2 separate regions of the Hordeum vulgare genome follow, and region 1 is linked to region 2. The links are chromatin contacts, called in public Hi-C maps. All regions are on one chromosome and are shown on one strand. Each heading gives the region's core, a stretch centred on a gene start, on an enhancer-like site or on the middle of the called end of the contact. The rest is flanking DNA. Distances are from core to core; before and after follow the strand shown. Region 1 holds the start of LOC123440425 (transcription factor WRKY19-like). Region 2 holds the start of LOC123444719 (acidic leucine-rich nuclear phosphoprotein 32-related protein-like).

Evidence for each region. Hi-C and Micro-C count contacts between places; a contact is called where the count stands out from the background.
Region 1: a contact with region 2 is called in a Hi-C map of leaf, with 3 times the contacts expected there. The contact joins the promoter of LOC123440425 here to the promoter of LOC123444719 in region 2. A contact is called at or near these places in 4 of 6 Hi-C or Micro-C datasets (leaf and seedling) and 1 of 1 datasets of contacts at active chromatin or transcription factors (embryo).

What each region holds. Positions count from the first base shown.
Region 1 is chr3H:529,737,323-529,743,682 of MorexV3_pseudomolecules_assembly, reverse strand. It overlaps LOC123440425 (transcription factor WRKY19-like), which reads left to right and starts at 3,637. Exons shown (of 3, transcript XM_045116991.1): 1 at 3,637-4,133; 2 at 4,283-4,369; 3 at 5,238-6,052. The coding sequence starts at 3,790. The coding sequence ends at 5,697.
Region 2 is chr3H:529,449,176-529,454,945 of MorexV3_pseudomolecules_assembly, reverse strand. It overlaps LOC123444719 (acidic leucine-rich nuclear phosphoprotein 32-related protein-like), which reads left to right and starts at 2,266. Exons shown (of 2, transcript XM_045121537.1): 1 at 2,266-2,735; 2 at 4,602-5,143. The coding sequence starts at 2,367. The coding sequence ends at 4,868. LOC123445851 (a small nucleolar RNA gene) reads left to right here and starts at 3,510; the gene lies at 3,510-3,604. LOC123445847 (a small nucleolar RNA gene) reads left to right here and starts at 4,311; the gene lies at 4,311-4,396. LOC123445846 (a small nucleolar RNA gene) reads left to right here and starts at 4,182; the gene lies at 4,182-4,270. It also overlaps LOC123445854, LOC123445853 and LOC123445852.

The DNA.
Region 1 (6,360 bases), core at 2,388-4,887, 290 kb before region 2:
TTTGCGTTTAATTATTTCCAGAAGATCCCATTTGAATTCAATAGTTCTCTTCATATAGCAACCAGTGGAAGAAGAATCAAGTATTAGTTGATCATCATGAGGAAGCTAAGCAACGTTTTGTGTAATCATTTCCCTTGAGAGCTCATGGTTAGGGCAAGTGTGTGTCATATATTTAAGCCTCCCCCAAGCTTGAGCGATGCTTTCTCCTTCGCATGGCCAGAAACTATATATATAGTTCCGATCACGATGAACTAGATGCATATGATAAAACTTCTGATGAAATTCCAGCTTCAAACGATTCCAGTACCATGATCCAATACCATGCAATAGCCTATATAAAATCAATACTTTTATTACAAAGATAAAGGGAAAACCTTCTTATTGACTTTGTCCTCAAATAAAAATGCAAGCTTAAATAAGAGATCTCGTCTACATATATCAAGTGCAGATCATGATGAGTTGTACCGTCTCCTGCATAAGGATTGGCTAGCAGTTTTCCTAACATACCCAAAGTAATCTCTTAATAAATGTTTTCAGTAGGTTCAGTAGGTTGAGGGGCAACTTTTTCCACTTTTTGTCAGGGTGAAGATACCACAAACATGCCCTTCAAAGGAGTACTATCCATAGTGACAAGCAACAGTAAAATTTAGCGCGTACCAAAAATATTTCCTTACCAATTTCCACTTACCAAAAGCACTTCACTCCGCGGCAACGGCGTCAGAAAAGAGTCTTGATGAGTCAAAAGTATAGGGGATCAATCGTAGTCCTTTCGATAAGCAAGAGTGTCGAACCCAACGAGGAGCAGAAGGAAATGATATGCAATTTCCAGCAAGGCATTCTCTACAAATGTTGTGAGTAACATGAATAGATAGTTTTGTAGTAAGATAACTAGTAACAAGTGACAAGTAATAAAAGTAGAAAGTATGCAGCAAGATAGCTCAATCCTTTTTGTAGCAAAGGACATGCGTGAAAGTACTCTTATATAAAGCAAAGCGCTCCCGAGAACACATGGAAATTTTTGTCTAGTCATGTTTATTATGTTGTGTTGATTCACGTTCATTACTTTAATAATTTGATATGTGGGTGGATCGGTGCTTAGGTGTTGTTCTTAATTGAACATGCAACCTACCTATGATTACCCCCCCCCCCCCTCACAAGCATCCACAACTACGAAAGAAGAATTAAGATAAATCTAACCATAGCATGAAACATGTGGATCCAAATCAGCCCCTTATGAAATAACGCATAAATTAGGGTTTGGCCTTCTCTCACTATGGCAACCCATCATCTACTTATTACTCCACAATGCCTTCCCTTAGGCCCAAATATGGTGAAGTGTCATGTAGTCGATGTTCACATGACACGAGTGAAGAAAACAAGAACATACATATCATCAAAATATCAAACGAATACCAAATTCACATGATTACTTATAATAAGCCTTCTCCCACATCCTCAGGAACAAAAGTAACTACTCCCTGTCATGTCATCAGGAGTGCCACTCGCCACCCCCGTGCCCAAGTCGATTGACGTGAAAACGCGCTGTCGCCTGCGCTCCTACCTCAACTATAGCGGCGGCGACATCAGTTCGTTAGCTTGGAGTGCCCTAACGACGCACGATTATGCCATGGGGAGCGGTGTCGACGAGACTGCGCAATGCTATGTGACGGGGATACTACCCCCGGGTGTACCAAGAGCGGAGATTATCCATCTCCAAGACATTTGAGGCCGCCTGGGCCCCCAGGCCAGCTAGCGATAACCGGCCCACTTGGCCGACCCAAGCAAGGCCGGCTGGAGATAGCCGGCCCATTCAGCCAACCCAAGCGCGGCCGGTTGGCAAGAGCCGGCCCCTTCCACCCACAAGTACGGCGGGTTGGCGATAGCCGACCCCATTTCTAGCCTACACGTACCCGGCCGTCTAGCGGTAGCCGGCCACCTCTTCGACATGTATCCGGCCGCCTGGCGGGGCTCGGCCAGCCGCTTGTCCTCTTGCGAGATGCGCGGCCGGCTCCCGTCTCATTCGACCGTATCGCCGTATGCAGACAAGACAAGACGAATGATCAGAGGCTATCACGGCAGCAGTACGCGCTGACATGTACAGTTGTCCTGCGGCGTGATGCTAGGAGGGTCACCGAGGCTACAGGGACCCCGACCCTGAGTGAGCAAGGAGGTCTTGTAGCCACGTTCCCCCTCTATCGCACCCACCTGATAGCTCGGCGCACCGACCGCTGCTGCACACGACCGGCGGGTCCCATGACAAGACCCAGCCGTAGGTGGGCCTCGCAGCCGGCCCAAGAGGCCGGGAGTCGGCCCCCACCCCACAATCCTACCGTTACCACTGTAACTCCTGGCTGCACTATAAAGCCACGTCCCTACCCACTAAGAGAGGCAGGCTGAAAGACACAACATTCCCACGATCACGCAGAGAACACCATCTGAGGCAGCAAGTCCGGCAGCCAGCGCTCTGTTCTCCCTCCCCACGAACAACTCAAGGAGCAACCTTTGTACTGTGATTATCTTATAGTCACTCAGGCAGGACTAGGGGTTTTACCTCATTGGAGGACCCTGAACCTGGGTAAATCGGCGTCATGCGTGTTGCGCCCACACCCGCTCCCAGATGTCGTCGGCGTGCATCGGCCCCAACCTACGAGTTAAGCGACCCCATGGCATTTGTCCCGGAAATACCACGGCACTATGTGTCGGCCGGAGTTCACAGACTCCGACGTCCCACCGTCATACGTCGCGACGGACCAGGACCTGGCGTATGCCTGGGCCCTAAACAGTTCCTTGACGACGATGGAGACGAGCAAGCACCGTCTCCCCGCATCGACGCGGATATGACCAAGTACGGCGAAGTGTAGTCTCTGAGCGAGATCACCGTCGCCAAGAGCGCCTCCTCCAAGGATGGTTGTCCTCTCTCCTACTCGCGTCATCGATGGTTGTGGCCGCACTACGCGTGGTGCAGGAGGAAGCGGAGAGGATCGTCCGTGAGCATCAAGCGACTGTCGGGAAGCCCCCTTCCGCCACTCGATGCCCGACGATGACTCTGACAACGGCTCCGGTGACGATGACGGAGGAGCCGCCGGCCAGCCCGACATGGCTTACGAGGTCACCATCTAGTATAGGTGGTGACGTGGTGTAGGGTTATGGTTTTAGTTCGCGGAACGAAATATCATCCGATTTTATGTAAATATTATCCCACTTCCAGTGAATATCGTTTGCTTTATTCGAGTTTCAATCAATTTTTTTTTATTTTCGTTCAAAATCCATTTAAAATACAACCGGATACATGCGAATAGTTTTGGATGGTTGGCTGCCGCATCCGTGTCTATGAACTGGTCCATCCGTTCGCGGACGGACACCAGGCAAATTTGCGCGTCAGCCATGAAGATGCCCTAAGTAACTTTAGGTACAGTAGGACCTATTTTTAGGCGTAGGATTATCGTGTATCAACAGAGCATTCCTTTTCGTTTTTCTGAACCTATTTGCAGATCTCCCTTTGCTAATTAAGAACGACTTCCTGCAGGAGGGTCCTCACCGAGTCCACCACACCGCGTAATAGCGTCCCCAGCCCCAAGCCAGGTTTACAGTGCATCGCTCCCAACCGCTTGAGCTGCGACGACCCTTCCTCCCATCCCTCTATATATTAGCTCTCGTGCAAGTGCAGCTTCTACTTCCGCCCGCCCCAGCCACCAAAGCTCTATACTATACAACGAATTAACTCTTGCGCGCGCACAGAACTCTTACTCGATAACGGCGTCGGCAGCCAGGTCGCGAGGCAGCACAACCATGCAGGCGCAGTCCCGTCTCATCATGAACCCCAACGTCGGCGTCGCCGGCTACGACGACTCCGCGGCGGCCGACGAGCAGCACAAGGCGGTGCTGAGGGAGCTGACGCACGGGCACGAGCTGACGGCGCACCTGCAGGCGGAGGCGCTGCGGGCGCTGCGCGGGCAGGGCCAGGCCGAGGCCACCGCCGCATTGATCCTGCAGGAGGTGTCCCGCGCCTTCTCCGTCTGCATCTCCATCATGGGCGGCTCCGCCCCGGCCGCGCCGCCGCCCGACGCGACCCCCGTCGTTGCCACCGGCGCCGCGAGCGCGCGCCGTCCTAGAGACGACGGCGTCCCGAGAAAGTGAGTCGCCCAGCTGCTAGTACTACTACTACTACTAGTATTATTACATACCTGCAGTAGGGTATAAGCTTTCAGAAAATGGCCGAGAAACAAAACAAGTGGATTATGTGGGGGAACTGATTGTGTGGAGTCCATTCTTCCTTCAACAGGGTAACAGTGACTTCCTCGCCATACTCCGACGGGTACCAGTGGAGGAAGTACGGCCAGAAGAGGATCATGAGGACGAGCTTCCCAAGGTCAGTTCATTTCTATATATCTCGGCGTCTCTGTTGCTTATCTTATCCAGATAACTAAATAATCAACGGACGATGAGCGATTAAGTTGCCATGTCGCTCTAACAAGAAACGAACATGCTCCTAAATAAAAGCTATAGCTACTACTACTACTTATCTAGGCGCGCGCAAGGTTTAGATCGTGACGCTTGTAGCGCGTACGGGATAGTAGGAAAACGTGCATGATTAGGCTGATTCAGATTTCTGATGCCCACGCGATGGCACCGGGAGATCGGGAAAGGGAAGCGCGCAAAGGACAAACACAAAATGCTGCGCGCTTGCCACGCAGCGACCTCAAAAAGGATGCTTGATCCTGGTGAGCAACCGATCGGATCCCCAGTTCCCCACACGGCCACACGTTTGAAAGCATCGGCAAAGCGGAGAGATGGGTCCATTCCAAGGGGATACAAAGTAAAAGCCAGTTTCGATGCTGACCCTGTCTTCTCTTTCAGGTAAAGGGAATGTTTTCCTGACCATCCACAATTTTCGTCATCCCTGAAAGTTACGTTCTGTGTGGCGGGATCCTCGTGTGTGTTACTGTGTGTTATTTGCCACGGTGAACGATTGGGTCGTCACTGATTTGACGTTCGATAGTTAGGAGGAGGAAGTAGGAGTACTGTTTATTAGAGGCATCTCCCTACGTCACCAACCGCTAAATAATTGGTCTCGAGCGACGTCACCGCGTATAGCCAGCCAGCTAGCCGCCATGCATGTGCTAAGATGAGACGGAATACTCCTACCTAATGATATTCTACTCTACTGCGCACGTACCTGCTGGACATGTGTAAACGAATCGTAGTTCTTACTCCTACTTGTGTACGTGTACACGCAGGTGCTACTACCGATGCTGCTACCATCGCGAGCGCAGCTGCCCGGCGACGAAGCTGGTGCAGCAGCAGCAGCCGCACGGCGACGGCGACCAGACCATGTACAACGTCATCTACGTCCACGAGCACACGTGCGACCACGCTGCTCCGGCCGAGCCGGCGGCGCGCGGCTCCGCGCCCGCCCCGCTCGGCTTCGCCGCCGGGCAGCAGCGGGGCGGCGTCGGCCTGGACCGCGGCTCCATGGAGGAGCTCGAGCGGCAGGCGCTCGTGTCGTCCCTCGCCTGCGTGCTTCAGGGCCGCCACCAGAGCTACTCCGGGTCCGGGGCCGGCACGCCGGACGGATCGCCCTCGCAGGGCCGCGCCGGCGACGTGGGGCTGGATGTCATGGACTACGACATGACGGGCACGCTGTACTTCGCGGCGTCCTCATCGTATGGGCCGGGCGGCGACGGCATGATTCCTTGAGGTGGGGGGAGCGCGTGTGATGGATCGTGTCGATGAGATGTAGATTGAGGTTCAGAGAGTCTGCATGAGAAGCGCGAGCGCAGCAGTTTTTTCGCGGGTGCTTACAAGGACGGCACACCGCTTGTCAGCCTACTTATTTTTTTTGTCGGCCTTCTACTTAATTATAGTAGTAGTAGCTATGTTTGATGTACGTGCGTGTACGTACAGGCCATATACAGGTCACACTGTCCGTCCCTATATATATTAATATATACGGTATTGTAAGATCTAATATGTGCAACTAAATCGTATTACAGTGTGCGAATCTCCAGTCAATTTTGATCAAGCTGGAGCTTTCAACCTGATGATTTCCCCACTTTTGTTTTATCCTCTTATTTTCCTCATCTTTGGCATATTTTCCTCAGAGGTATTCTTATTGTAGCAAAGAGTCTTCCTCCCTGCTGCATTTAGCAAACACTTTATTAGAGTATATTTTTCATCTTTATTTTCATCCTCTTTTATTTTTAACCTGATTTCCTCTCTTAGTATTTTCCATTGTTTCTATCTTCTATATAATTCCATTAGTGATGTCGGGCGACGCAGTGGGCACGGGATGTTGAGAAGGCCCTCGCGGCGGTGGATGTTGGAGAGGCAGAGTCACACTCTCCGGCATCCCATAGGGTG
Region 2 (5,770 bases), core at 1,017-3,516:
CTCCCCCATAATAATCCCACAAATTTTCTTTCTATGGAGAGACGGATTAACTCCTTACATATTTTCGGGAGCGAGGTGGGACAATACAATACATATGTGCATTTTAATTAATTCTATGGAGAGACGGATTAACTCCTTACATATTTTCGAGAGCGAGGTGGGACAATACAATACATATGTACATTTTAATTACATAACAAATAGTAATAATAGGTGATGAAAAAAGCGCGGCAACCAGGGATCGAACCTGAGCCACCACAGCTAGCGCGTGCACGAAAAAAAAAGGATTTTAAAGAGAAAACGAAAAAAGGTGAAAGGTGGGATTCGAAGCCAGGTCTACAGGTTGGTATAAAAAGATTGAAACCAACGTAAGCCTGTTGAAGAAAAGGGATTTTAAAGAGAAAACGAAAAAAGGTGTAAGGTGGGACTCGAACTCAGATCTTCAGGCTGGCGTAGAAAGAGTGAAACCACCCCGCTACTTGCTTGTGCGTGAAAGAATAGGGCTTGTGCGTGAAAATAGGAAGCATACGCTACGAACGAAGCCTGGACGGACGACAGAAGCACTCCGTCATTTATTATTACTAGCAAAAGGGTCCGTGCGTTGCAACGAGAAAAAAAATAACACACGCTTTTAATCTTTTATAATCATTTTGATTTATTAAAATAATAAGCTAACTAACTAATGTAGTCAGTCCTATCCTATTTTGTTAAGAAATCAACCCATCCATTGTTAATTTCACCATGATGAGAAATTGAGGGGTACAAGCAAAGCAAAACAAAGAGACTACGTGAATTGATCAAGGGACTATTATCTTATTTCACTCATGGGGTAGAGAATGTGGGATGAGATGACAAACTGAAGGTGGTGTTCCATTCTCTCTCTCTACAACAATGCAATCTTACATTCAATACATTCATTCATCAGCAAACAAATTTTCACAAAACAAAATTTCTTGTCGGTGCTTGGCACACGGTTGGATGCATGGGGAGGGGATCTCACCAGATGATGAGTTCCTGCCGAAGGAGGGGATACGATGAGGGGAGCAAGGGTTAGGCGCCTCTATCTGGTCATAAGGAGTCGTCGTTGTCGCGCCATAACCTCGGAGTTCCCCGTGTGAGCCATGGAGGCCCGCCTCCACCTGCAAGTACTTCACTCCGCCGCGCCTTATCCGCGCGCCGCCGCCGTTCTGCATCGAGCAAACGCATCATCCCAAGTCGTTGTAGCTGTTGCGTTGATTTGATCCAGAAGCTGTGCTCGAGCGCCGAAACAGGGGCAGCAAGCGGGCAGAGGTACGACCACGGAGGCGGGCGGGTTGAGATCGACAACAGTGGTGGTTGAGGTCGACCGCGGCGGCGAGTGGTGTGGTGGCGGCCTGGGCACAGGCCAGGGTGGACCAGGGTCGACGCGATGCGCTCGAGCGCCGCAACGGGGGCAGTGAGCGGGGAGAGGTACAGCCGCGGAGGCGGGTGGGTTGAGATCGACAGCGGTGGCGGTTGAGGTCGGCCGCGGCGGCGAGTGGTGTGGCGGTGGCCTGGGCACACGTCAGGGTGGCCCAGGGTCGACGGGAGGAGGCGATGTGTACGGGTATAATTTTTATAATGAATCATTTTTTTCCTTTTGCGTTGCAGATAAATGATGGAGCGCGGATTGAATAACAAAAATTACAGGAGCTCTTTTATAAAAATATCGTGGTGGGTTTTCCGAAGGAAGCAATAGCCGCTTTATTATTAGGTATAGATTTGAGAAGGATATTGCAAAACGCCACGACGGACTAAGAAACCAATTTCCTTTATTAGTAGGTATAAAAGTTTGCTGATGGGCCGGTCCAGTTGCTTGCGCGAGGAGCAGTTCCCTTCAGCAAGAAACTTCCGTCACGCCTAATGTGAGACATAATTCTCGCGGGTTTGTTGGGACTTGCGATGGAATTTATTTGCTGCGTGGGCTTACTTTTGGTCACATATGTGGGTAAGGCAACCACCTGTGGGATGGGCCTAGAGAGCGACGGATGATGGCCCAAAGCACACTAGTCTCACAGTGGCGTTAGTCGCGTCCAAATCCTCACGCTGCCGTCAGCCCTAGCCGTTTTGCCCCACCTCACGAGCTCTCACCACCCACGAACAAATCCCTGGCAGCCGTCCGATGCTCCGCCACGTCATGAATCCGCGTGCCTGTTCTTGTACCCAACGACCAGGATCTGTTCTGGCCCATCCGCCCAAACCTAGAGGCCTCTCGGCCCTCTTGTTCTTCCCCGCCGGCTACAAATCGCGCAAAATTTCCCCTGAATTTTCCACAACCACAACGCCAACTTTAACCAGAGGAAGAAATTCTCTTGCGAGAGTTCGTGTCTAGTAGAAGAGTGGAGGAGATGAAGCCGGCGGTTGAAGGCGACGAGCGTGCGGCGGAGATCGCCCGCATCAAGGCCGCCGCGGCCGCCGCCAAAAAGGCGGCGGAAGAGGTGGTGGATGTGGACGATGAAGGTGAGGATGACGAGGAGGAGGCGGTTGACGGCGACGACGACGACGACGACGTCGACGACGATGGGGAAGAGGACGATGATGAGGGGGTTGAGGGTGAGGAGAAGGGGTCGGCGCCGCAGCAGGTGGTCGACATCTCCGACGAGGACGACGACGGCGGCGATGAAGAGGACGGTGGTGACGATGACGATGACGATGACGACGACGACGACGATGACGAGGAGGACGACGATGAAGTGGATGAGGAGGAGGACCCCGAGGTATAAATTTCTCATCGTCTCGTATTTTTTTAACATCTCAAATTTATCAGTAATTTCGGTTACGTTTAGTCTATGAACATATGGTTCCGTTATGTTAGAGAAATTCCAGATCTGTCTTCAGATCTTGTCGATTTATGCTTTTCTTAAGTTGCCGTATTTCTCGTAGCTGGCGATAAATGTGTTCAGATCTGGAAAAAAAGCGAGCCAGACGGGTTGCATCTGGTTAGGTAGATAGATTTAGGAACTGTGAATTTTTTCTTTTGCTCAACCTGCAGCTTTTTCTGTTGTGTTTGTTTAGATCTTGTCAATTGTACTCTGCTATACCGTTTATTTTTTATCTGTTCAGCCTGTTGTGGTAATCGATATTCAGTAGGCATACCGACCTGCCTTCCGTTGTTGTGTGGTGTCTAGTGTAGGCCGTCAGACTGGTAGCACGTCCCTTTTCGAGAATAGTTGAGGACAAAGTATATGCTTCCTTTTTTCCTTTAATATAAAGAAAAAAAACCTTGTGCAACTGATAAAAGAGAAACCGGGCCATGTTATGCTGTCCATGAATTATTTTACTATACTAAATCTGGCTCGTGGTATTGCTAAGATATCCTGTGGTCTATGAGTTATCTTGCTATACTAAATTTGCCTTGTGGTGTTCCTAAGATGGTCCTCAGGAAATCTCGCTATTTCACACTCAGATCCAAAGACACCTAGATATTCAAATTGTCTGGTGTAGATCTGTCAGATTTGATAGTAGGCTTCTTTCTGGCCCTGTTTATGTGTGCTTGGAGATGATGATCATCAGAGGCTGTTTCTGAGGACGAGCCTATAGCTCTCCCTATGTTGCCAAATAACTGATTTGCCTATCTGATCCAAAGCACTAGTGAAATACTTTCTATTTTCTTCTCATTATTTTCTCATGGAGATGATGAATATCAGAGGCTGTTTCTGAGGACGAGCCCAGTGCTCTCCCTATGTTGCCAAATAACTGATTTGCCTATCTGATCCAAAGCACTAGAGAAATATTTTCTATTTTCTTATTTTTATTTGGCCATGGGAGATGATGAATATCAGAGGCTGTTTCTGAGGATGAGCCTAGAGCTCTCCGTATGTTGCAAAATTACTGATTTGCCTATCTGATCCAAAGGACTAGTCAAACACTTTCAATTTTCTCTCTTCATTTATTTTGTGAAATAGATGATGAATATCTGATGCTGCTTCCGGGTATGAGCCTTGAGCTCTCCCTATGTTGCAAAATTTCTGATCTGGCCCATAATACTTCTGTTTTCTCTTATTTATTTTGTAAAGGAGATGATGAACATCAGAGGCTGTTTCTGAGGATGGGCCTAGAGCTCTCCCTATGTTGCACAATAACTGATTTGCCTATCTGATCCAAAGCACTAGTGGTAGATTTTTTTTTCTTGGCTTGTAGTCAGATGAGGGTTTTATTTTCGTTTGGGGAAATGATGATTAATTCATCACAGATGCCCTTAATGGGCTTTCTTAAAGAATGGTGACAAATTGCACGTCAGTCTGATCCCCTAATAGTTTTGTAAACTAAATTGTTAGTGGTATCCACTCTTATTTGGAAAGTGATGATTGTTTCATCTCAGATGTCCTTTATGGATTATTCAGAATGATGAGAAATTGCACGTCAGTCTGATTCCAAACTGTTGTTAAACTTTGATTTTGTTGAACTTCGACTTGAATCCATCTGTCACTAGCTTATTTTATGTTGATAGTTGTCCCCAAATAATTGGTTTTCGTTTCTCATCTGTTGTGACTTGAATCTATCTGTCACTAACTGTAATATGCAACTAGCATAGTTGTGAGTAGTCAGACTAATTGACACTTGTACTATTTGTTGTTTGGCAGGAGGAGTTAGGAACTAAATATCTCGTGCAGCCACTTGGCCGTGCTGAAGATGAAGAGCATTCCAGTGACTTTGAGCCAGAAGAAAATGGTGATGGTGCTGATGATGAGGAGATTGAGGATGATGATGCTGAAGAAGATGGTGAGGATTCTGTTAAGGCACAATCCTCTTCAAAGAGAAAGAGGTCTGGCGGGGAGGATGAAGATAATGATGACGACGATGGTGATGATGATGGTGATGATGATGAGAAGCCTCCCTCAAAGCGATAGTCAATTTGTTCTGGCTGATCTGAGATCGTTTCTGCTGAGGGCGAAGAAGGAAAATAATCCTCTTCAAGAGGATTGTTGGTAAATGCTGTAGTTTTAGGACATCTGTGGTAGGTGTAGCAGCTCGAACTTGAGTCTACCCATGTTAGTTGTTAGTGCATACTGCTGATGTTGATTAGCAGCCTCTGGAAACTTCTGTATGAGCATGAGATATGGGGCTTGTTATATGCTTGTGTAGCTTCTGATTAAAACCTGTGGAATGTGGATGCGCTTTGTTCCGAATCTTGTATTCATGATATTTCTCTTCAACTGGTTATTGCCAGCTAGCTGTTATTACTCTACTGTTATGTCTGCTCTGACCTACTTTCTCTGTTCGAAAATACTTGTCATGTGTCTAGATGTGCTTTAGTTTTTGGACAGAGAATACTTGTCATGTGCCTAGATGTGCTTTAGTTTTTGCTACCTATATGTGTTTTAGTTTTTGCGACAAACTTATGGTTCTGTCAAGTTTGATCTACTCTGATCTTTCTTCACATTATCAACATGCTTTAACTGTTGGGAACCACTAGCAACCAGACTAGTCTATCACCCTTTGATTGAATTGTTTTGAACCCTGGATTAAGCCAGGGAAGCACTGTCGATTAAGCTAGGGAAGCATGAATGCATCAACGTATTCTAAAATCAAAAATTGCTTCCCAGAAATTATGATAATAACTCTATTTTTCTGTTTTTTTGGTAAGTCGTGATTTGCTTCTACCAAATAAATATATAAATTAGTGCTTCCTTGAAATTACGGAAAATAAATATTTCTGTAGATGCTTCATATGTAGGGCATGTATGGCATGGAAAGTCCTATTTTGTTGATGGAAGTATAGTGCAATATGTTAAGGAAATAGAATATTTGA